Regions from separate parts of the Cricetulus griseus genome. Here region 2 is linked to region 1. The links are chromatin contacts, called in public Micro-C maps. All regions are on one chromosome and are shown on one strand. Each heading gives the region's core, a stretch centred on a gene start, on an enhancer-like site or on the middle of the called end of the contact. The rest is flanking DNA. Distances are from core to core; before and after follow the strand shown. Region 1 overlaps Nav1 (neuron navigator 1). Region 2 overlaps Nav1 (neuron navigator 1).

Evidence for each region. Hi-C and Micro-C count contacts between places; a contact is called where the count stands out from the background.
Region 2: a Micro-C map of the CHO-K1 cell line shows a contact between it and region 1, with 4 times the contacts expected there. The contact joins two enhancer-like sites. A contact is called at or near these places in 3 of 8 Hi-C or Micro-C datasets (the CHO-K1 cell line and liver).

The regions. Positions count from the first base shown.
Region 1 is chr5:53,594,024-53,599,571 of CriGri-PICRH-1.0, forward strand. The region is part of intron 1 of Nav1 (neuron navigator 1); the gene reads left to right. Among named protein-coding and RNA genes, the nearest start is that of Nav1, 25 kb to the left of the region's middle. Within about 2 kb of position 2,603, at least 2 of the 6 cell types and tissues checked have open chromatin away from gene starts, as enhancers often do. A contact at or near this core is called in the CHO-K1 cell line, where this site is marked.
Region 2 is chr5:53,788,529-53,793,310 of CriGri-PICRH-1.0, forward strand. It overlaps Nav1 (neuron navigator 1), which reads left to right. Exons shown (of 30, transcript XM_035445545.1): 9 at 1-537; 10 at 961-1,404; 11 at 1,955-1,996; 12 at 2,698-2,846. Among named protein-coding and RNA genes, the nearest start is that of Ipo9, 37 kb to the right of the region's middle. Within about 2 kb of position 3,328, at least 4 of the 6 cell types and tissues checked have open chromatin away from gene starts, as enhancers often do. A contact at or near this core is called in the CHO-K1 cell line, where this site is marked.

The sequences.
Region 1 (5,548 bases), core at 1,353-3,852:
GGACTTGTGTGATAAGATTGGGTCCACCTGGATAGTCTAGAATTCACTCCCCTCTTAAGACCTCGAACATCTGCAAGGCCCCTTTGTCATTTTTGCTGACATCCACAGCTTGAACAATAAAGAATGAACATCTTTGGGATTTGTCATTCTGTCAAACAGAGAAATTGACGGTTCACATCCTGGTGTGTTTTTGTCAGGAATAGATACTTGTCAGAAAGGGTAACACATGTGAAGGGACTCACACACTAAGTGCTTGGTAAGTATTGCTATCTGTATGGGTTATTTTCTTGTGGCTAGAACCAAATACCTGACAAATAGTAGCTTATAGAAGGGTTTTTGTTGTTTTGTCTCATAGTTTGAGAGCATATAGACCATCATGGTGGGGAAGACACATTAGTGGGAACAGCTTCTGCCTGTGGCAGTGGGAATGTTAGGTGACTAGTTATATGCCTGAGTAGGGACCTAGCAAATCAAACCATAACACTATCATTATTATTACATAAGCCATGCAGTACTTTTAAAATGTCTGTTCTCAGTACCACTTTTCCAGATAAGAAGCTGTCGTGTTAGTTTCTGTTGGCTCCCTCCCTGTGCCTCAGTTTCCTCCATGGTCAAAGGAGAAGTCTCCTACCCCCACTCCCACCCCCACCTCCCACGCTTGGCAATTCACACACCAGGCTTGGAGGCACACAAAGTTTCCCTTGTGCTGTGTGCAGGCGGCTGCCAGCGGCGGGCACAGGGCCCGGCCCACTGCTATCCCAGGGACACAGCATTCACCCAGATCACAAGGGAACAGAAGGGCCCCTCTTTTGAAGGGCAGAGAGGTTCCAAGCAGATCGCTGCAGGAACTGAACCCTCTCTGTGGGGAAGAATTGCCTCCCTTGTGAGGCCGCAGCACTATTTGAAAAGAGTTTTACAATCATTTTTATTAGCAGAGCCCCTGGTCGTAGAAGGGCTGTCACCCTGTCCCAACCTCTGTAAGGGAAACTGAGGCCCAGAGAGTGGGAGGAAGGACTGTAGGCTGGCCATGGGGTGAGCTAGATTTGCCTTCCAGGGGTCTTGTGGCTTCAAATCAACATTTTACTCCCAGGGGCGACAGGCATATCCTTCCCCCAACTCCCAGTCACTGAACTGAACCAAAAATTAATACCCAAAGGCCTCTAGGCACCATTTCAGACTTTTCTTTACAAGATCATTTGAAATGCAGCCACCCTCTTGTGTGCCCTGTCTCCGGCTGGCATTTTCTTTCCAATCCTGGCTGCCCCTCCATCTTTTGAAGTCCTGGGCTCTCTGCTGACCCCATCCATACTCCTTCCTGTGGACTCCTGAGCCTCCCTCACACTGTCCCTGCCACCAGCCTTCCAGGCTAACCTGGCGCTCTGCTGTTAGGTTGGGAAGCTGGCTGGTTCCTGATAACCAATGGTAGACTACCTCTCTCAGGCAGTCCTGTGGCCCACTGTTCTTTGAGAAACCTCTCTCTGGCTCCATGGATGCCCAGCTATATCTCCACCCATCCTATACTTCCAAGGCCTTCTGGAATGTCCCTCTCTAAGCCTACCCCTGTCATCTACCTCCTTTGCCCACTCTTGGCTCCACCAGTGTCCAGGATGTTAATGAGGGACACAACCTCGGTTCACATGTGTTTAATATCTTTTCACCTAGGCTATTCCACGCTTACTAGGTCTGTTCCTTCCAGGGAGAGAGTTCCCTTAGCAAGCTCTCAAACGGTCCTCCCCCAGCTCTACGCCATCTCCCCATCCAGTCTCAAGGCCACACCAGGGCTCATAGACAGCTTTCCTCTGCCCACCCACAAACACACACAGACCCCTTTGTCCCTTGGCGAGCCAAAGGCACAAGCCCTCCCCCATCCGACATTCCTCTCCCCCAGCCCGGGCTTTATGCAGCGTTTAGATTTTTTTCCTTATTAGTAAAGATCAAAGGAAAATAGAAAATCTCAAAGTAGCCAGAATCCCCCACTCAGGAAGCAGACATCATTATCATCTCTACTTTTAAAGTTGGCCTCCACACTGTCAAGATCATGGCCTGCATATGATTTCATATTTTTATGTGGTGTCAGGTGGTTTCCCATATTACCCAGAGCTCTGTGCACACCCTTTCACTTTGTTTCTCCTGTATGCACCATAATTTGTTCGTCTATCTAGGATCTCTGTGAATAATCTCCGGAAGACAGGGCGGCAGCTTCATTAGTGTTTTGGGATAGTCTGCTCCCTCCTGCCCCTGCCCCTGCCCCCGGCCACCGGAAGACCAACGCTATTATCAGCTGCTCCTCACGGGGAATCTGATTAGGATCTTAAACTGGGTGGCACTGGAAACCAGTATCACACCCTCCCCACACCCTGTCGCTTCCGGCCTGACAAGATGGGAAAACCATCAGCTGCAGAGGGTCATCCCCAAACATCCCCACCCACCCTGTGCCTGGGGATCTGGCTTCTGCTGGCTCAGAGGTTATCTCCGCTGGGGTTTTGTTTTGTTTTGTTGTTTTTCCCTTGGACAGAACTGTCCACGGGTTAAAAGGCATAGGCTGTCCAGAAGGCCCGTGGCCGGCAGAGACTATGGGGGTTGGCGTCCACACAGGAGATGAGTCACCAGGTGAAGGGTGAGCAACACAGCTGGATGGCATCTGCTGATGCTCAGCTGGAAGGCCGTGCTGTGCTGTGACTCTGTTAGTGATCCTGGCTGAATTGCTAAGGGACATTGATATCCACAGTGTCCCTGAACCAGGGACAAGCCCAAGGCTGTCGGAGGTCTGAGAAGATGGTACTTGTGGCTCCTAGAACCTGTGTTCAAATCCAGCTTGGCAACAGTCTGTGTCCTGACACTTTTATGTGGAAGGTGGGGACTGACTCAGGGTGAGCAAAGAGATATCGTCCCCTGAAAGACCGTGGCTTCCCCAGGCTCCTGAACACCAGCTTGGCCAGGCATGTACGTTTCTAAGGCCTAGCGTGCACTATGGTTATGAGCCCCACATGTAGATTTGGAATGTTCTTTCTCCATCAAGAGTTTATGGTAAAAGCTGAGCATGGCAAGGCACGCCTGTAATCCCAGTGCCCGGAAGACTGAGGAAAGGGGCCATTGTTGAGAGGTCTAGGCTATCCAGGCATACACGGGAAGACCCTGTCTCAAAACAGTGCCCACAACATAATACTCTATGGTTCAACCTAAGTACACAGCCCTCCCCTAGTGACTAGAAGTCACATACCATAGGCTGCCCAAACCACTCACTGGAGGAGTTGTTGGAGTGGGTATACGACCTAACAGAGGGGGCGGGCAGTCTGGGGAGGGGGCAATGGTTGTCTGCCACTGAGCCCCTTCCCACAGCTCTTGCATCGGGATGCCTGGCTGGCACTGGCTCAGAGCAAGGCCTTTATCCCATCCGTTGTAGTCCTGGGTGAGTTCTTGGCCCTCACTGGCAGTCTCCTATGGGAAGATCAGAAGATCTTGATTGCCAATGCCAGAGCCTCGCAACCCTGGCTTGTCTTTTCCCCATGCCTAAGACCACTTGTCAATACGGTACCAGCATTCACTGCCTCCTCCGAAGGCTGCATTCTAAACCCTAAAATCCCTTGGCTTTGCTGTCTGTTCCTTCTGAGTCCGGGCAATGGCACATCTGGTAACCAGGGAATCAGGTTGCTTTTCCTGTAATGTCATCGTGACTGCATCCACACATGACCCCAAACACACTAGATACATAGCTGGCTCAATGGAAGTAGGTTTGATACTGGCCGTGGCAATTAGGGATTTGTTGTCCATCTGTGGCCTCAGTTTCCTCACCTGTGAAATGGGGATGTTAGCCATATACACTTTACAAAGAGATTCACCAACATAGCATAAACCATGCTTGCTTGCTTGCTTGCACACTGCCAGTAGCATGTGTGTTCAGGAAAGGGGCTTCATTGCCATGGTCTTTGGGGTCCTGAGGCTGCCCATTGCCCTCCTTCTCCAGGGTATCCATCTGGTCTAAAAGTCCAAATGTACACACTTAGAAGTTTCTGGTGGTCCCTTTAAGCCAGAGGGCTTGAATGACAGGTCCTAGGGAAGAAGATCAAACTAAAAGATCAGGATGGCTGTGCAGGGTTAGGCCTCCTTGGCTCCCCACTCCTCCCAGCTGTTTCCTGGTAGCAGGTCACATGGGGAAAAGCATGTTTCCTCCCCACTCAGAGTCAACCTGGCAGCTTCTCCAATCCCCAGAACCTTGGTCATACACCATCAACAGCCCCAAGTATTCAAGGACACTACAGAGTAGTGCAGACTCAGTCAAAGCCTTACTCAGGTAGAGGCAGCCAGACCTGGCCAGAAGTGCTGAGATTTGTAACCAGTACCCGTTCAGCTCCCCTCTAGTCTGGCCACTGCCTCTTGGAGGCAGTTAGGAGCTGCAGCTGATCATGGTTGTAATGTGACCTCCTATGATGAATGGTGGAAGAAGCTAGGAGCTGCAGCCATTCACGGTTGTGCAGTGACATCCTGTGATACCAGGGCTTGCATGGAGCAGGTTTGTTTGTGAAGGAGTTAGATTCCTGTCAGTTTTGTGATGGTTGTTAGATTTTTGTTTAGTTTCCTATTTAGGATGTTTGTTTGTTTCCTATTTAGGTTGTTGGGTTTTGTTTGTTTGAAACAGTGTTTAACAGTGTAGCCTGATTAGCTTGGGACTCACTATATAGACTGTATTGAACTTGTAGTGATCCTCCTGCCTCTGTTTCCAAGGGCATGCGTCACCACCCCTCGCTCTACCTTCAGTTCTTTAAGCAAATTACTCCCAGGATCTACAAGCATGATGATTTCTTCATTCCATGGAGACACAAAGGTGGCATAACCCCTGAACCTAATATTTCAAACTTCTCTTCACATTCAGGGGAACCAAATATGTTCTTTGTTTTTTTCTTTTGATACTGAGAATTGAACCTAGGGCCTTATGCATGTTAGATAAGCAGTCTTGAAGCTATGTTCCCTGTCCCTCAAAGATGTCCTTCTGCCATTGTTCAAGTTGACACTGTATAAGATACTCGTGTGTGTGTGTGTGTGTGTGTGTGTGTGTGTGTGTGTGTGTGTGTTAAACACAGTCTAGGGGAGGTGCAGTGACATTAGCCACTGGCTGTGTCTCTACATTGCCTTTCTGTGACAGCACTGAGAGCAGGAATAAGGGGTCCCCTTGGGATGAAGACACCTCTGAGTTAGGGTGCCCTTGCTGTCTCTCCTGTCTCCTCCCCCCCCACCTCTCTCTGCACGCTAGACACATAAGATCATGGCTACTGTCTTGGTTAGATTTCTTTGTCACCTTGACACAAGATAGAGTCATTTGAGAAGAGAGAACCAGAATTGAGAAAATGTCCCCAACAGACTGATCTGTGAGCAAGCCAGTAAAGTAGCATTCCTCCATGGTTTCTGCTTTGGTTCTTGCCTCCCGGTTCCTGCCTTGAGTTCCTGCCCTGACTCCCTTCAGTAATGAACTGCGATGTGGCTGTAATTATAAATAAACCCTTTCCTCCTCAAGTTGCTGTTGGTTGTAGTATTTTATCACAACAACAGAAAC
Region 2 (4,782 bases), core at 2,078-4,577, 200 kb after region 1:
TAAGAAGCCGCCCCCTGCTACTGGCACAGCTACTGTCATGCAGACAGGTGGCTCAGCCACCCTCAGCAAGATCCAGAAATCCTCAGGCATTCCTGTCAAGCCAGTAAATGGGCGAAAGACGAGTTTAGATGTGTCCAACAGTGCAGAGCCGGGGTTTCTGGCTCCTGGAGCCCGGTCCAACATCCAGTATCGAAGCCTGCCCAGGCCAGCCAAATCCAGTTCAATGAGTGTGACTGGTGGGCGGGGTGGACCTCGCCCTGTTAGCAGCAGCATTGACCCCAGTCTCCTCAGCACCAAGCAGGGAGGCCTTACACCCTCCAGACTGAAGGAACCTTCCAAGGTTGCCAGTGGTCGTACCACTCCGGCTCCTGTCAATCAGACAGATCGGGAAAAGGAAAAGGCCAAAGCCAAGGCTGTGGCCTTGGACTCAGACAACATCTCCTTGAAGAGCATTGGCTCTCCAGAAAGCACTCCTAAGAACCAAGCAAGCCACCCTCCAGCCACCAAGTTAGCAGAGCTGCCACCAACCCCTCTCAGGTACCCACACTGGGCAATGTCTTCCTTTTCTGTTTCTCCAGCCTTATACTAGATGTGACATGGCCTGTCCATTGCTGTCTCTAGACCTTTGTGTGGGTCCTTCCTCTCTCCTCTGTGCTATTTCTTCTCTGTGTTTGATAACTCACTTTGTTTCTGCTGCTCCATGTCGACACTATCTTTGGTACCTGTATGAATGGTTTTGCTATGTCTATTTGCACATTTCCCATATGCATGTGTTGTCTCTTATGACTGAAGGTGCCATAAGTCAAGTGTGGATTCTCCTTCCGATTGGTTTGTCAACAGCATCAGAGTACGTCTTTAGCTGAGTAGGCAGCTGGAACGAAAGGAAACTATATAAGAGGATTGCCTGTTGCCCTGTAACTTGTTATTCTGAATATTTTATTTTATCTTTACTCCTCTCAGGGCCACAGCTAAAAGCTTTGTCAAGCCACCCTCACTAGCCAATCTAGACAAGGTCAACTCCAACAGTTTGGATCTACCATCTTCCAGCGACACCCATGCTTCAAAGGTCCCAGATCTGCATGCTACAAGCTCATCAACCGGGGGCCCTCTCCCTTCTTGCTTCACCCCCAGTCCAGCACCCATCCTCAATATTAACTCAGCCAGCTTCTCCCAGGGCCTGGAGCTAATGAGTGGTTTCAGTGTCCCAAAAGAGACCCGCATGTACCCCAAACTCTCAGGCCTGCACAGGAGCATGGAGTCCCTCCAGATGCCGATGAGCCTGCCCAGTGCCTTCCCCAGCAGTTCTCCCGTCCCCACCCCACCTGCTGCCCCCGCCGCCCCATCAGAGGAAGAGACCGAAGAGCTGCCCTGGAGTGGAAGCCCCAGAGCTGGACAGTTGGACAGGTATGTGGTAGAGACAGAGCCGAGCCTGTCTCAGACTCACTTGGCCATTAGCAGGTCCATCCATTACCGTGCTGTGACTTCTGATATATGTTTTCCCACATCTTAAATAATTTAGTTCCTTTGTAACTCCCTGAGATATGTAGGGTGCTTTTGTTTTGTCCTCATCATGTACACAGGGGAAGCTTTACAAAAAGTTAAATGATGTCTCAGGAATCTCATATTAATTTTATTTATCATCTAGCTTTAGTTTCCAAGTGCAAAATCAGTTAGTTCTATTACATCACATCCTGGTTCTCACTGTCCATAGTACAACCTTTTGAATGACTAACTACACTACCTTAACTCCTAACAAAAAGAAAACTTAACATTTCAGATATTTCCTAAGTTCTGAGTCAAGAATTTGATTGTGACGGTTGTATTATTTGTTTATCGAAATAGATTTTCATAGTTTGCTGTCTTGTCTCCAGAGGATATACCCTTCAAACCTGTGGTCCCAAACTCTAGTTTCCAAGATAGGCTCATATACCTCTCTCTTTCTCTCCCTCCATAGCAGTCAGCGGGATCGGAACACTCTACCCAAGAAAGGACTCAGGTAACCCTTAAATATGTTTGATTGTTTGTTTTTCTACCATATACTCTAGACTCCGGGCCTGTTAAAAAGTTAAGCTGGGTGGTGCACACCTTTAATCCCAGCACTTGGGAAGCAGAGGCAAGTGGATCTCTGTGAGTTCACTTCCAAAAATAAAGTCCCAACCCCACCTAACCCGGGCCCCTTGCATGAATTTAGTGGCCCTTTTAGCAAGTCATTTATACGTGGTCCTACAAAAATGCCACCCACATTCCTCTGCAAACTCTCTATCAAGTGTATTAGCTTTTGTAGCTAGTGATTTTCTTTGCTGTCGAGGGAGAAATGAGTTTGTATACAGTAACCATGTCCTTACCTACAGCATCCTATGCTATCATAGCCCTATGTCCTTCCTTGGTTCAATTCATCACTTCATAGTGGACTTCTGAGGCCACTCACATAGGCTAGGAACAGAGGATCCTCCACTGTTGGGTTAGCAGAGTTACTCAACTAGATGGGGATGCCCGTCACCTGAAAGCCTGTACATGGAGCCATCGAGCCCTGAGTGGAGGCTTCATTCATCCATCCTTTGTTCCCATCAGGAGCTCTCAAGGGAAGGGACAATGCTGAGTTACCATTCCTTGCCTAGCTCAGGCATCCCACACACAGCTAAGCCTCTCATGTCACTTGGTAGCAACTCAGACTGAGTTCCTCTGCTACTTCTTCAGGTACCAGCTTCAGTCCCAGGAGGAGACCAAGGAGAGGCGCCACTCCCACACCATCGGTGGACTTCCCGAATCCGACGACCAGGCAGAGCTGCCATCTCCCCCTGCACTCTCCATGTCCTTGAGTGCAAAGGGCCAGCTTACCAACATAGGTCAGTGTCTGCGGTCACTCGCTGTGGCAGGAGATGAAGCAGGGCTCACTCTTCAGAGTGAGGCAAAAACGGCTAGGCATGTTTGGCTCAAGTTGTAGTGGACTGTTTCATGGCGCCTCAGTTTACCAACTCAAACTAAAGATGAAGTGTTCCAAGGTCCTAAACTGAAAAGTCGCCCCTGGGCACAAGTTTTGGGGTCCTGATGGTGTCAAAGGTCTGAATGACAGCATGGGAAATCTACATACCAAGGCCCTGGGCTTGTAGCTGGGTGTTTTATGCATGTTACTCCCAGGGGCAGCTTCGTAAGGGCGACACCAACCTGTGGGCTGATGAACTGCAGGCAGAGAAGGATTGTTGATTGCAGCAGAGAATGAGGTCTGTCTCCAAAACAGAAAGTCCAGATTCACCAACTGCTCTGGGTGAGCCAGGGCCATCCTAGCCCTAAAGGCAGACTGACTAAGACTTGCCCTAGACACACCACGCCCTCTCTAAAGCCTACGGAGAAGGGAAAGCTGGGAAAGAAGGAAGTGGCTCTGTGACTCAGACACAGGATGGGGAAAAAGGCTTCAGGAGGAGGGCCTGGCTCCAGCTCAGACACACACCAGCCTTGGTTCTGGGAAGCACTGTGCTAGCACTGGTTTAATGGGAGTCTCTTTAGGACAGGGCCGGAATAGACCTGCCATTTGCTTGCTGCATCACTCTAAATCATCTCTCCTTTTAGCTGGGTGAAAGAAAGCAGTTCTTTTGTGATGAGGACTTGTAACACGCCTGCGCCGTGACTGTGGGGAATTGGAGGAAAGCTAGGAATGGAGGTTACTTGTGCCTAAGGAAGGGTCATCTGGCTTACATGGGCTTATCAAACGCAGGGTGGGACCAGCCTGTTTTCTGTCTCCATTGAGGGCCAAAGGAGAAGAGAGACCATTTGTGCTGTAGAATGAGGGACTGGGCCAATCTCATCTTGGAATTTCAAAAGGGGCAAGACAGAGGTGTGAATTCTTTTTCCCAGGTCTTTACAGGCAGGGGAAACATCTACAGGCCTGTATGGAGGCTAAAGGTCAGAGAGGGGAATTCCACAAGGGTATGAACCATGAAAGGTGGAGATTCAGCAAGGGAAAAGTGGGAGTGGTGGCCTCTGTGGTCGGCAGATTCCACAGCTGTGGATTCTATAGCTTCGCTGACACCTTCATCCACTCTGTCTCTCTGACCTTCATTTCAGGGGATGCTGGGCAGAGAGAGAGGCCATAGTCTAGTTTGAGATCTCAACCAAAGTGACCTAGAGTGACACTGCTTTACAGGGGGCCTTACTCCCTTTCATAATGCTGAGCCCATTGGATTCCACAGCCTGGTCCCCTTCTCTGTAGCTGGTCCGGTTTCATCATTTGGATCTGAGTCTTGGTCTGATTCTCAGTCCCCACTAAGACAGCCTCCAGTTGTGTTTTCGGGAACCACAGCATCCCATTTTCATCTGCACATCCTAGTGATGTGAAGGTTTCGGGAAAGCCGCCAGGCCCCCAGCCTAACCTTCAAATGCGACAACTCCAAGGCAGGCAGTATTAAGGGGAGACCTTTATTACAGACCATGGAGTCCTTCTCCATTAGGGCCCAGCCTTCCCAGCAGGGGTGACTCCTAACCTCCAGCTGCTCGCACACCCCCACTGCCCCACCTACTGCCCCTTCCTCTCCTCCCCTCTTCCCATTTGCCTCTCATTGACTCCTGCTCCGGCCCCACAAGGGACCAGAGAGCTGATGGCCCTGCCTCTTCTCCTGCCTCCCCCTCCCTCTCCCTTCCCCCTTCCCTCTGTCCTTCCAGTGAGTCCCACTGCGGCCACCACGCCAAGAATCACCCGCTCCAACAGCATCCCCACCCACGAGGCGGCCTTCGAGCTGTACAGCGGCTCCCAAATGGGGAGCACCCTGTCCCTGGCCGAGAGATCCA